Regions from separate parts of the Sus scrofa genome. Here all the other regions are linked to region 1. A link is a contact called in public Hi-C data. All regions are on one chromosome and are shown on one strand. The core of a region is the stretch at or near the end of the contact, and the rest is flanking DNA. Distances in the headings are between cores, read along the strand shown.

Region 1 (4,475 bases), core at 1,363-3,862:
TCACACCGCCCACTTTTGCAGGAATAGTCAATGTTAGGTAGTATCTTTGAGCACTAAAGCCCATGCCACTAGATTTTTTAAAAATACACTATGAACATACACCATCCATGAACCTGGTATCAAAGTCATAGAAATGAGAGTTCCCATCATGGCTCAGCGGAAACGAATCTGACTAGTACCCATGAGGACACAGGTTCGATCCCTGGCTTTGCTCAGTGGGTTAAGGATCCGGCATTGCCCTAAGCTATGGTGTAGGCTGGCAGCTATGGCTCTGATTAGACCCCTAGCCTGGGAACCTCCCATATGCCTCACGTGCTAAAATGACCAAAAAAAAAAAAAAAAAGTCATAGAAATGTTAATTGTAAAGACCTAACAGGTTATTGTATTAAAGCCTCAATATTTCAGGGTGGCCATCAAGTCTGGAAGTTGGCAAATATTGCCCATTTTTTCCCTATGTTGAGTGACCAACATAGCACTTGATGAAGTCAGAAAGGGTAAATGGGACTGATTGCTACAAGAGGGCACACCCCCATTACGCAAGACTCCTAAGAAAAGCTGGGTGATTATTTCCAAAGAAAATGGCCACGTGGAGTGCGCTTCCTGTTTGCCGGACCTGAACCTCATTGAGTGCTGCTCCTACAGCGCTCAAAAACCAAAGGTGTGTTCCATGAAAACTGAGCACCATCACAGAAGCCCATGCAGAGACGGATGGAAATTCTGCATCAATGCATTGCATTCACTCCAACTTTGCCCAGCACAGTGAATCAGTGAGCAACTACACACTGAACAGATCATGGTTTAAAATGTGCTACCAAAACCCGTTTTGTTAGGCATACTCACCTAGGTTCCACACTTTGTGGCCATCGTATAACCTGACACAGTGAAGCTACCATGTATTCTGGGAACTTGACACGTAAAGGACATTCACCAACCCAAGGACGCTTGACACCATTCTGGATGAACACATCCCAACCCAAGAAGCTCTGCTGTCTGTGGTTTAGCAACAGGCAAACTAAGGCTGCAAAGAGCTGGGCTGGATTAACTGTAAAATGCATTTCCCTAGAGGAGAGGCTGCAGCTGACTCCCCAGGCAGCCTCACTGCCTGACACAGTAAAGGTCACAGGGGAAAACTAACTTCCCATCTCTGATTGGGTCCATTCCAAGATTGGCGGGGAGAAAGAGGGTGCACAAGCTGACTACTCCCCTTTATTAGGCACGCCGGTGTCCCTCACCACCAGCCAGAACTACAAAACAAAACGCTGCAGTAAGTATCACCACCTTAACCCAAGCTTGTTACCCTTGCCACCAAGGCCAGCCTGGGCAAAAGATTAACCTGTGATCCATCCGTGGCCATGGGTTCACTGACAGGTCCAACCCTGTTGAGAGAGCGCGCCAACTTTCTGTTTGTTTTAAAGGAAATACTTCCTGGCACATGTTTGGTAAAGCTCTGAACTCTGCACATGAAGCCACGTGGTTGGTGCTAACCTGGCTCTATCCACTCACGATCCGCCAAAGCAACCTCTTTCCGAGGGCAGCCCCTGGCTGGGTAACAGACACCACCTCGTTCAAGTCACGCGGGCTGCATCCGGATCCCGAGGAGCCCAGCACCGCGTCCTGTCCCCGCCACAATCCTCCTGCGCGCCACACAGTCTCGGCAGAGCCAGGGGCGGGGTGACGGGGTAGGGTTGGAGAGGGGGTGGGGCGCCAGAGGTGACCCTTTCAGCTGCACCAGGAAAGGGCTCCCACCTGTGGGGCCCAAGAGGTCTTGCGGCCCAGGTGAAGTCAGAGGCAGACGGGTAGGAGGAGACGCCAGCCCTTCCAGGAAAGCCAACCTTACCACTAGCGCGGGCACGTAACTTAGGGAGCCCACCTGTAGCCACTGCAAACAAACTTTCCTCCCCTTCAGAGTCGGAAGAATCGGGTCCCTTACGCCACCCCCTGGCCCGAACCAGCAACCTGCCGGGAGCTCCGCGGGTTCCTCACCTGACACCCCTAAACCCCCAGCCTGGCGTGTACCAGGGAGCAGACCAAGCGCTGCCTCGAGCCACCGTGGGGTGTGCGGATAGAGGATTGAGGTGCCAGCTGGGGATTAGGAATTTGCGGGGAGAGCGGGAGGACGCCGCTCAACAGCCCTTGCAACTCCAGCTCCTAACTTTGCAAGCCACCCAACCGCTGCCCTCCGGTTCCCTCCGCTTCTCCAACTCCGGCCTTGCGGAGGGGGCTCCCCAAGGCCGGCGCAGCCCGACGAGCCCAGCGCACTTACAGCCATAGCGGGGTCTCTGCAGGGACGCCTGCTCCTCGTGGGGCATCCTACGCAGCTCCGGGGGCCCGCCCGGGGCGCGCCCCCCGCGGCTCCCCTCGCTAGCCAGGCTCGCCGCTCCGCGCCCCGCCGGCGCGCTCGTATCCGGCTTCTCGCTGGCCGCCCCGAGTTGGGCGCCCCGCTCTCTCGGTGTTCCCTCGTCAGCGCCCGCTGCGGCCGCCGCGCGCTGACACCCGAGCAAAAGTGAACTCTCCTCCCTCGCTTGCTCCCGGCTGCCGCCGCCGCCGCCTCCCGGACAGGTTTCCTTTCTCCTCCAGCCCGGCCCCGTTATCCACCGCGGTGGGAGCGCGCGCCGCGGCGCAGCGACCTCTACCGCGCGCGGGGCGCAGCGCCGGCCTCCTGGACCCGCCCCTACCCGGCCCGGGGGCTGCGCGGGCCCTGGGCCGGGATCCCCTGCAGCTGGGGCCGCGGGCGCCCCGCCTGATTTTTCACTTGTGGAGAGTTTAGAGGGTGGAAGTGAACCTCCGCGGAGAAGAGCAAGAAAAACCGCAGAAGACCCAGGCAGCCCCAGCCGCCCAGGGTGTTGCTCAGTTACAGGACAAACAGTGCGGTTCCTTTTCCTCCGGGGAGATTAAGCCTTGACCTTTTTTTTTCTTTTTTCGTTTTTTCCTTCACACGTTGCTTCTGACTCCTTGTCCACAAAATACAGGGTTCCCCTTTCATGACAAGAAACTGAGAGTGTGTGCTTGCTGGAGGGACAAGATAAACACTCCCCGAGCAACCACTCAAAACGCAACTGCCTGCCAGTCATCCTCTGCTCACCTTCGGCCTGCTCCCCTCCCCCAAGTACAGAACTATGGCCCAGCCCTGCTAGCTGGGGTCTCACACCACAGAAACCTTTTCTGGTCATGCTTTTAAGGAAATTAAACTGCATGTGGTAATTTTAAAATTTTTGTTTTTTTTTTTTTCGTGCAGTCACCTGGAGCTGTTTTTCTCTTTGTGCCTCAGAGTGATAAGATCTGGAGGAATGTGGGACACTTCTATACCCGTGTCCTCACCCGTTTGTCAAATGTGGAATGTGTGGGTGACCAGATGGCTGGCCAAATAAAATATCTGAGGTGGGGTTATGAGATGAGTTCATTGGAGAGAAGGTGGCATGGGGACACCAACCGGTTCTCAGTCTGCAAAGATGCAGAGCGGCCAGATGTTTTCTGTTTCGCGTGGGAGCTGCAGTTCCCAAACTTGTTGAAACTCAGATTCTGGGGCCCCACCCTCAGAGTTCTCAATTCAGTTGGTCTGGTCTGGGGCCTACGAACCTGCATTTCTAACAAGCTGCCCTGTGATGCTGACATTGCAGATGTTGGAAAATGTCTAACACAAGGCACAAGAGATCTCTGCTGGACTCAGAGGGAATGTCTTCCCATGGGAGAGCAAGGGGATTCTATCCTGCTCCTCTCTCTTTATTTTCTAGAGGCATTAGATTCTCATCTGGTTGGAGGGGTGAGTGGGGTTTTTTCCTCCCTTAAAAAAAGAAGACATCTCTTATAAGAGTAATTCAAAGGTGAATTGGCCACACTCTGAGGCACAGCAGGCTGTCAGTCAGTGTTCACCCAGATATAGGCATATAACAGAAGAATTTCCTGTGATTCCAGACATGCCAAATTGGATAGCTCAAGTTCATCTCAGTGATCCCATATATTGCATCCTGATAATTAAGCCCTTACACCTATAAATTGTCAGTATGAGGGTATGACTTAGGATTCAAATAAGTGGATAGCCTATGCACTTTGAAGTGGGAGGAAAATCACTATAAACCAAATGGTCAAGGAAGATGACAGCGTTTGAATGCATGGTTTAAGGTGGACCTTGAAAAAATGGGTAAGAGAATTAAAAAAAAAAGAAAAAGAAAGAAAAATGGGTAAGAGTTGAATGGAGAATGTCTGCTCTTGGAGGGCAGGCAAGAACAAGGGACAATAGCACGGGGCATGAGGTTGGGTGAGGGTAGGAACTTGGAAGCTGATATCAGATCACGGAGGACAATGACATCAGGCAAAGGGACTGGATGGATATATCATAGAAGCATCTGAGCGCTCTTCAAGCTTTGGGGCATGGGAGCTGCACGATGCAAGGGAGTTTAGGGAAGGGGACTCTTGCAGGTTATAGGATGGAGTGCGGCAGCTAGGAGATGCTGACACGTGGTGGAAGGGCTGTGGCA
Region 2 (4,475 bases), core at 1,214-3,713, 48 kb after region 1:
CCTGGCATGCAGAGTTTCCTGTGCCAGGGATCAAACCGGCACCACAGCTATAACCCAAACCATAGTAGTGACAATGCCAGATCCTTAATCCACTGAGCCGCTAGGGAACTCCCAAATTATCATCATTCTGGTGTACAGTTGTAGAACGAACACTCAGAAAGATGAATGTCTGCCATGCCCTTATAGTTGCTAAGAGGCGAGTCAGATGCAAACCCACATTTGTGTGATGTCAAAACTCACAGGAGTGCCTACTGTAAACTAATGAAGCTTCAGCCTTAGAGCCCCCCATTTGCATGGGTCCCCTCCAAGGCCCTGGAGGGGGGTTGCCTAGCTATGTGTTCATATGGTCATATGTTCTTTTTCTTTTTTTGGTCTTTTGCCTTTTTAGGGCCACATATGGAGGATTCCAGGCTAGGGGTCTAATTGGAGCTGTAGCCGCCAGCCTACACCACAGCCACAGCAACACCAGATCCAAGTCATGTCTGCGACCTACACCACAGTTCATGGCAACAACGGATCCTTGACCCTCTGAGTGAGGCCAGGGATTGAACTCGCACCCTTATGATTCCTAGTTGGATTCGCTTCCACTGCGCCATGACGGGAACTCCCCATGAGTTCTTTAAACACATGCAAAACAAAAACCAAATTGCGAAATTAGCAGATTATTTCTTTAGTCACCATTTCCTTCCACTGTGTCTCTCCTCTCTCAGACTTGTCCAGGTGGCGTGGAGGTGGGTGGCACGGGGCGCTCTCTGGCCGAGAGGAATTCGAGCTGGGTTGTGTTCAGTGGAGGTTCAGGGGGTTGTGGATGAAGGTTGAAATCACTTCTGTGACTTAGTCACCCCTAGCTGTCCCTCTGAAGGAATGGCTTCCTGCAAAACTCCTGCCCACTGTGCCCACTCACCTGGCCTTGTGACTGGAGCACACAGCCAGAGGTTGGATTGCAGCTATGAAGGTGGCCTGTATCTTCAGCACAGGAAGTATGCGGAAATGGAAAGAAACATGAAACTTTCCAGAAACCTATTCGTAATCAAAGCTAATTCTTATGTTCCTATTCTTCCTATAATAATATCACAAAACTGCTGACACATAAAGAGGCAATCATGGAGTTCCCTGGTGGCTCATCTGGTTAAGGATCCAGTGTTGTCACTGCTGTGGCATGGTTGGATCCCTGGCCAGAAACTTCTGTATGCATAGGTATGGACAAAAAAAAAAAAAAAGAGTATGCAGCCAAAAAAATATAGAAAAAAGTTAGAGAGGTGTGTCAGGCAGTGAATTAATAAAAAAAAAAAAAAAACACTATTGGAGTTCCTGTCGTGGCATGGACTAGGAACCATGAGGTTGCGAGCTTGATCCCTGGCCTCGCTCAGTGGGTTAAGGATCCGGCTTTGCCATGAGCTGTGGTGTAGGTCACAGACATGGCTCGGATCCCGCCATTGCTGTGGCTCTGGCGTAGGCTGGCAGCTACAGCTCCGATTAGACCCCTAGCCTGGGAACCTCCATATGCTGTGGGAGCGGCCCTAGAAAAGGCAAAAAGACTAAATAAATAAATAAATAAATAAATAAATAAAATTTTTTCATTGAAATACAGTTGATTTACATGGTGTATTCATTTCTCATTCTACATAGTTACTTTTGTAATATTTTGTTTAAAATTTTGTATCATTTTTCTTAAAGAGGACCCCTCAAATCTGGAAGTGACTTTGCCCAAATTCATCATGCTCTTAGCATCAGAAGGTCCCCTTGGTCCTCAGCATGGATGAGGAAATGGGGATTTGAGATTTGGAAAAGCCTGAGCTCCCAGCACTTTAGAAAGCGCTACCAGTTTCCTCTAATGAAGATGGGAGGACACGAATGTCCCTGAAGACCAGGCAGGATGCTGGAGAGGGTGCAACAGCACAGCAAAACCCCGGCAAGAGGGTGGCCACCGGTCTATGGTGAGGTATGTCCACAGTTTGCAAAGACCAAAAGAGGGGATGGGGCAACTCAGCATCACTTAGTCTTCTGTAACGTGCAATCGCTGCCCCTATAGCCCCATCCCAAAATGAATCTGCAGATGAGATTTCCATGGACATCTCAGTCCAAAGGGACTTTTGCTGCCACCTTGGGAGCCAGCATGCAGACGTGAGCAGGTGTGAGGAGTGGGGCTGTTGCACACGTGGTCAGTTTTGCTCTCCCCATGGGCTCTTAGGCAGGGGACATGGAAATATGACTGAGGGCAGGTGGCTGCCCAGTGCACTGGGGAGTCTGGGTTGGAGCGTACTGTGTCCTCCGTGGTCCCAGATCACACCAGCTCATTCACTCGGGCCCCAGGGCTGGAGCTTGCCTTTGCTTCAGGAATTCTCCTTTCTGATTTTCACTTCTCCACCTGGTGTCTGGATTGCAAATTACAGGAGATGATGATGCATTTCTTTGCCCCACTGAACAACGTGGGCCACCCCAGCTCCAGACTGCTCCTCCTTCTGGCTACCCTGGCAGCCAACCAGGGCACAGGGTGGAGGAGGCTTCAGGGGGAAACGCCCACAGAGGGGGTGGTTTGCTGAGAGGCTGCGGTGCAGAATGGGAATCATGTGCCTATGGACACCAATATTAGAGAAAATGACTGTACAGAAACAGCAAGGTCTCATTTGGAATTCTAATAAGCAGAGAGACCGAAGGAGGCGAGGAGTCACTGGTCTAAGAACAGCGTGACCCAGCCATGTTGGGGTGTACCTCAGGTTTTTGGCTTATGGGTGCAGGGATCAAGGGTTACTCCTTAACCTCTGTCTTTATGACCCCCTTCTGAATGAACAGCACACAAAAGAGTGAACACATCCACTTAGGCTGTGTGGTCTCCCCTATGACCACAGGCGCATTCTATCACATTCTGTACCCGTATATGCACACATCACACTTTCATACACAATACACATACCCACCAACAAATAAGTAGCATTTGGGATAACGTTATGGGCTGAATAGTGTCCCCCCTCTTACTACCCCACGGTTCACATGTTGAAGCCCTAACCCCCCTTCTACCTCAGAATTCAATGGCATTTGGAGATGGATGGAGTCTTTAAAGAGGTAACTAAGTAAAAATGATGTTATTCGGGTAAGTCCTAATCCAATATGACTGGTGCCCTTCTTAGAAGAGGAAACTGACACACGTAACAAGAGATGATCATGTGATGACACAGAAACACAGCCATCTAAAACCAAGAAAAGAGGCCTCAGCAGGAACCAAACCTGTCCAGATCTTGAACTTCAAATCCCAGCCTTAAACACTGTGAGAAAATAAATTCCCCTTGTGTGAGCCTGTACCAACCCATGGTACTTTGTTATGGCTGCCCCGGCAAATTGATAAGAGATAATGAGGGTGCTTTCATGGCAGTGAACATCAATACACAGGATGCTACCTTGTTTGAACACACAGACTGCTAGGAATTCCACAGATGGGATTTTGCAGCCACTGAAACAGGCCAGTCCTGTGGATGCTTCCCTCGGACGCCTCACTATGATCCATGCCGCACTCATCTGACTCCAGCATCTTCAGGTGAGTTCTGCTTGCCATCATCCCTGATAACCACCAGGGATTTTAAGCCTCTGGAGTCTTCTCTTCCCCCTTCTAAGATCCTCATCATGGAACAGGGAAGAAAGGAAAGGGAGGCAGATGGCAGCTTTTCTTAAACACTGAATAGGATCTAGATGTGGTGGGCTGGGAGCCTGGAGGAAGGGTGAAGACCTGTGTTGGGCTGGGAAGTTCCAGTTTGCTGGGGGAAGGAAAAGGGGCGACAAAGTCACTATAGCCCAAAGAGAGGATCTAGGTTAGGGGAAAGAACCTGGGAGAGGTGCCAGCAGACCCTAAGAGAAGGAACAGCCCAGGGAGGGGAGTGAATACACAACCTCCAGGGAAGCGCTGTTCAACGCAACTTCCAGGGACGATGAAATGTCCTCTATCTGCGCTGTCCAATATGGCAGCCACTAGTCATGTGGTCGCTGAGCTCCGGAAACGTGGCCAAATGTGACTGAGAAACTGAACTCCTAATGTCATTTTAGTCACGTGAAGTATAAATGTCCCCAGAGGCTGCAGTGTTAGCACAGTTCGAGAGCTCATGGCCTTGCTGATAGCCTCCTCAATGGCTCCCTTCCTTCTCCTTTGCTCACCAATCCCCAGTGTTGTTCAGGCAGGCAGAAGCCATGTGCTTCGGGGAAGAGTGTGCTCCTTCCTCACTCGCTCGCTGGGGGCAGGTACATCTTGGTTAGTCCAAGCGAGTTATGGTAACTGTATGCCCCTTGCTAATGATTCGTTCAGGAGTAGGCAAATGATTCCAACCCAGCCAATGAGGCAGAGGCGGATGTCTGCTGGAACATTCTAAGACTGTTCTCTTTTCTCCTCAGCTTAGAAAGGATCATAAAACCCTTTTATGGTCCCTCTTCTGGCCCTTGGATTTTCTTTCTTTTTTTTTTTTTTTTTGGCTGCACTTGCAGCATTCAGT
Region 3 (4,475 bases), core at 698-3,197, 46 kb before region 1:
TGGCAATTTCATCAGGAATGAAAGCCTTGTAACAAGACCAAACAGAAAAACAAAAAAAACTCAATGATGCCACTACATGATACATCACGTCATAAGCAAAATCACCCAGTAAGTAAATGCTGAGAAGACCTTTGAGAAAAGTTACCATTTTTTATATGAGGCACCCTCCACCATACAACTCCTCTTTTTTCCCCCAAAAATGGATTTCTGCCTAAACTAACAGGTATCCGGTTTTAAAAAGAGGGGGGAGTGGTTGGCTGAGAGTAAAGAGCGTTGGCACTAGGTGCCTGCAACATAGTCATATTACATTATGAAAGAATTAACTAGACACTCAGTTTCCTCATCTGTAAAATGGGAATAATGCCCTACCCCATGAAGTGTTTTAAAAAATATTTTAGGAATTCCCGTCGTGGTGCAGCGGAAATGATTCCAATGAGGAACCACGAGGTTGCTGGTTCGATCCCTGGCCTTGCTCAGTGGGTGAAGGATCCGGCTTTGCTGTGAGCTGTGGTTCAGGTCAAAGATGTGGCTTAGATTCCATGTTGCTATGGCTGTGGTGTAGGCCAGCAGCTTATAGCTCCAATTAAACCCATAGCCTGGGAACCTCCATATACCGCGGGTCTGGCCCTAAAAAGCAAAAAAATAAAATAAAATTTAAAATCATACATATTGTAAATTATTTAATTTTTAATATAATCAATTATTAATAAGTTATAAGACATAAAATGTATAAACATGCATAATAAAGACAATATATCATCAGCTAGTTTTTCCAAGGATAATTGCTGAAACTTGATTTCCCCTCATTTAGTGTTTTTAGTGCCTACCTCCCATATAACTTGCAAACTGAATTTATCTGAAGTTGTATAAAATTGCTGAAGCACCACAATTTGAATTTCCCATAATACACATATAGGTATGCATGTGTTGCTATAATAATTATATAAGATTATGTTATTATGTGCACTGTAATCAAAGGGGGGGAAAACCTAAAAGGAAATGCCAAAATGTTAAAACATTTGTTTCCCAAAGGAGGGCTCTGGGTTTCTTCCTTAACTTTCTTCCTTAACTCTATTTTCCAAACACTCTATACCACTGATGTGTATTACTTTAATTATCTATTTCAGAAATAAGAAAGGATTACAGTGGTTTTAATGTTCAGTTACAGAAAAAAAATTTAAATATAAGGAATAAACTTTCATGCCAGTTCCATTGAGAAAAATAACTTTTCTGCACCCAATTGACCTCTTTGAATTTCTAGAAAAAAGGAACCCAAATATTAAAATGTATGATGAATTTCTAGTCAACTTTATTGTGTAACACAGAAAGTTCAAAGACACCAGAGAGGAAGATGACTGATGGCACGAAGGCAGTCGGTGCCTCTATGCCTTGGATGTGGTGCACGAGTGAGAGAGAAGAGGTAGGGAAAGAGGTAAGAAAAAGGGAATGAAGGAGTTCCTGTCGTGGCTCAGTAGTTAACAAATCCGACTAGGAACCATGAGGTTGCGGGTTCGATCCCTGCCCTTGCTCAGTGGGTTAAGGATCCGGCATTGCCGTGAGCTGTGGTGTAGGTCGCAGACGCGGCTCGGATCCTGCGTTGCTGTGGCTCTGGCGTAGGCCGGGGGCTGCAGCTCCGATTCGACCCCTAGCCTGGGACCCTCCATATGCCGTGGGAGCGGCCCAAGAAATGGCAAAAAGACAAAAAAGAAAAAAGAAAAAGGGAATGAACAGAAGAGGACCTCATCTGGGGAATGAAGCGCAGGCAGTGGCAAGCCTATGTAACGTGAAGGCTTCCAAGTCTGAACTAAAAGAAAACCATGGGTATGCTTTGCAAGAGCACAATTTGGCGACAGAGCCAACAGGAGGAAGAAGAGCCATGGTAGGGGGAAGAAAAAGGAAGCCAACCAAGAGCAGCCAACTCATTCTGTGACTTCAGATGGTGGAGGTGGAAGCGGCACATGGCTCAGCACCAGAGAGTCACCGCCCTGTGCCAACCCCCATCAAGACACGTTTGTGTGACTGAGGAGGAAACAACACGGCAGCATCCCGCTGCTGCAGGGATATACGAGGCGCGGACTGTCAATCTCAATGTATATTTGCAAGTTTAATCAAACAGCCTCAGTTGGAAGGTGAGGCTGTAGAACAGAAGGGTACTCTTAATGCAAGCATATGCTGTTTGTGAGTGAGTGTGAATTAACGCATGAGTCAGGACAGTCAATTTTTAAAGTCTGCCAAAAATTCAGCTCTCCAATGGATCCTCCTCTGCAAATGGAGACATGCTGGCAGTCCAATCATGGCCAGAGAATCCCACTCAACTGGACTTTGGACTAAAGCAGTGTCGGCTCGTTTTAACCAACAAGAAGCTTCTCTGGCTTCTAAGCAGGACACGAAAATCAGCATCAGCTTACACACTGAGGGTTCATAGGAGACTGGACTTGTGAGAAACCATAAAACACTGCAGATGATGCCAACAGCAGAGGGCAGGGCCTCAACAAAATACACTGGGCTCTTTGGTTTCATAGAAGACATCTACATTTACCAAGTGCTACCATGTCAAATTAGCTCATATGACTGTCACAGCCCCATCAGGTAGATGGACAAGCATTATTACCTCCACTTGATGAAGGCTAAAAGGGGGTAGGCGTGTGGCTCAAGGTCCCAGAGCTAGGAGATTACAAGCTGGTTTGTATTTAAATCCAACTCTTGGCTTCTGGGCTTAGTTTGTACTGAGCTTTTGGAGGTATCCTATCATATTAGAGTAAACATATTTTTACTCTTTTAGGTCAACAATTCAGGGAGCAGTAGGAGGAAATGGAATGACTGATGTGGGAAGGGAGTTGAGTTGGCAAGAATGGGGGAAGCAAACGTCGAGTCTGCAGGCTGAGGAGGATGTACACAAACCCTGATTTTGTAAACTACTTGGAGCGCGGATAAAACACCCTGGGAACCGCTCTCTTGTGGGAAAGAATTTACCCCTCTTGGGCAACAAAGCTGAAAACATTTCGGTTTTGGCTTGTTGTGTGCTTTTTGTTCTAATATGCAGAACTCCTGCTCTGAGAAAGTACAAGGTCCCAGGTTTAGAGAAATGGATGCACTTATAACCACTGAGAAAGCTTTCAAAGTTTTCAGAAATTAGAATTCTTTAGACCAAAGCTTGAAATACTTTACACAGCAGCCAGGACAGCAAGCATCTTACACATAGTAATTCCCGTTCTGCTTCAGACAAATGAATAATTGGTCTCCCCTGGCATTTCTTTTCTGGCTGGAAGACTGGGACACGGATCAACATCTAAATCCCCTCACAGGACTGGTCTACTGCAGATCAGAGGAGGTAGCCAAACTGTGTATCAGCACCAGCTCCTTAGAGGATTTGAATACAATTTCAGAATTAAGTCATTGTTTCTACTCCAGACAGGAGAGCTCTGCTAGCATTTGTGCAGCTGAAGCATCCCCATTTATGAAGCCAAGTGAGGATGGAAATGTATTCTTACGATCGGTCCACTAGGTACAAAATGCTGGCAGAGAACTGCAGAAATGCAGGGTCCTAAAATGCCTTCCAAGTGGCTTATAATTACGACCAACAAATACAACAACAACAGAATGTGTTTCTTTCGCTAAGTGGCAGTCTCTAACTAGTGGTTAAATAGTTACAGTGCACATCAGGGGGTGGAGAGAGGGGATGGGATGAGGTGGGAGAAGACTCTGAGCCGCCAAGGGTTTACAATGTAACAGAAAACACATTTAACACTGGAGAAAAGTTTGGAAAAACCTTTGGGGAAAGGGCAGACTAATGACAAGACAAAGAATAGAAAAACCAAGGGGTTAGAGAAAAGAGTATTTGATAATAGGATTCATCAGAGCCAGTTTTCTAGACGAAGAGAGGCTGAAGTCAGGTTTTCAAGGAGGGGAGAGAACGCTGGGTGGGAAACGCAGCTAGAGAAGAAGGATGGAAGTTCCATGTGCCCTTTTCAAGGTGCACCTTTGTGTTTGGTCTCCCATCCTGTTTCTCAGCCCTCAAAGTCGCCCCCCTGATAGGGATGGAGTAGGCACAGGTAGTTGTAGGAGTCCCAGTAAAAGGGACCATAGATAGAAAGGAAAACCTAGGGGACGAGGGGAGATCACTCTAATTGCTCAAGAAAGCCATCAGAACAAGGCAGGCTTGCTGGACTAGTGGAGGTGCAAGATTTGCCTCAGGTTGTTGGGTAGGGAATGGGATGAGGCCTGCATTCAGGTTCAGACCAAGGGCAGGAATTTAAGGACCACCCTTCTGCTGATCTGAATACCAGATACCAAGGAGGAGCTACCACTCCCAGAAAGGAAGAGGCTGTCTTTCCCCCCACCCCACCCCCCGCTCCCCTTGGAGGATAAAACTGTAGCCCACTGGATCCTTGGGGCAGAGCCTTCTTGCCTGCACACTTGCATCTCTCACAAGCATCCTACCTTAATTAATCTATTTCTTGCCTATCACTTTTTCT

The links. Hi-C and Micro-C count contacts between places; a contact is called where the count stands out from the background.
Region 2: a contact with region 1 is called in a Hi-C map of fetal liver, with 1.8 times the contacts expected there. The contact joins the enhancer-like site here to the promoter of IQGAP2 in region 1. A contact is called at or near these places in 1 of 5 promoter capture datasets (liver), 8 of 47 Hi-C or Micro-C datasets (blood, fetal liver, liver and 1 more) and 2 of 2 datasets of contacts at active chromatin or transcription factors (alveolar macrophages and skeletal muscle).
Region 3: a Hi-C map of liver shows a contact between it and region 1, with 2.2 times the contacts expected there. The contact joins the enhancer-like site here to the promoter of IQGAP2 in region 1. A contact is called at or near these places in 6 of 47 Hi-C or Micro-C datasets (adipocytes, alveolar macrophages, fetal liver and 1 more) and 1 of 2 datasets of contacts at active chromatin or transcription factors (alveolar macrophages).

The regions. Positions count from the first base shown.
Region 1 is chr2:85,292,560-85,297,034 of Sscrofa11.1, reverse strand. IQGAP2 (ras GTPase-activating-like protein IQGAP2) reads right to left here and starts at 2,612. Exons shown (of 37, transcript XM_021084462.1): 1 at 2,264-2,612. The coding sequence starts at 2,309.
Region 2 is chr2:85,244,544-85,249,018 of Sscrofa11.1, reverse strand. No RefSeq gene overlaps it. Among named protein-coding and RNA genes, the nearest start is that of IQGAP2, 48 kb to the left of the region's middle. Within about 2 kb of position 2,463, at least 9 of the 83 cell types and tissues checked have an H3K27ac peak or open chromatin away from gene starts, as enhancers often do. A contact at or near this core is called in fetal liver, where this site is marked.
Region 3 is chr2:85,337,898-85,342,372 of Sscrofa11.1, reverse strand. All of the region lies in intron 1 of IQGAP2 (ras GTPase-activating-like protein IQGAP2), which reads right to left. Among named protein-coding and RNA genes, the nearest start is that of IQGAP2, 46 kb to the right of the region's middle. Within about 2 kb of position 1,947, at least 8 of the 83 cell types and tissues checked have an H3K27ac peak or open chromatin away from gene starts, as enhancers often do. A contact at or near this core is called in alveolar macrophages, fetal liver and liver, where this site is marked.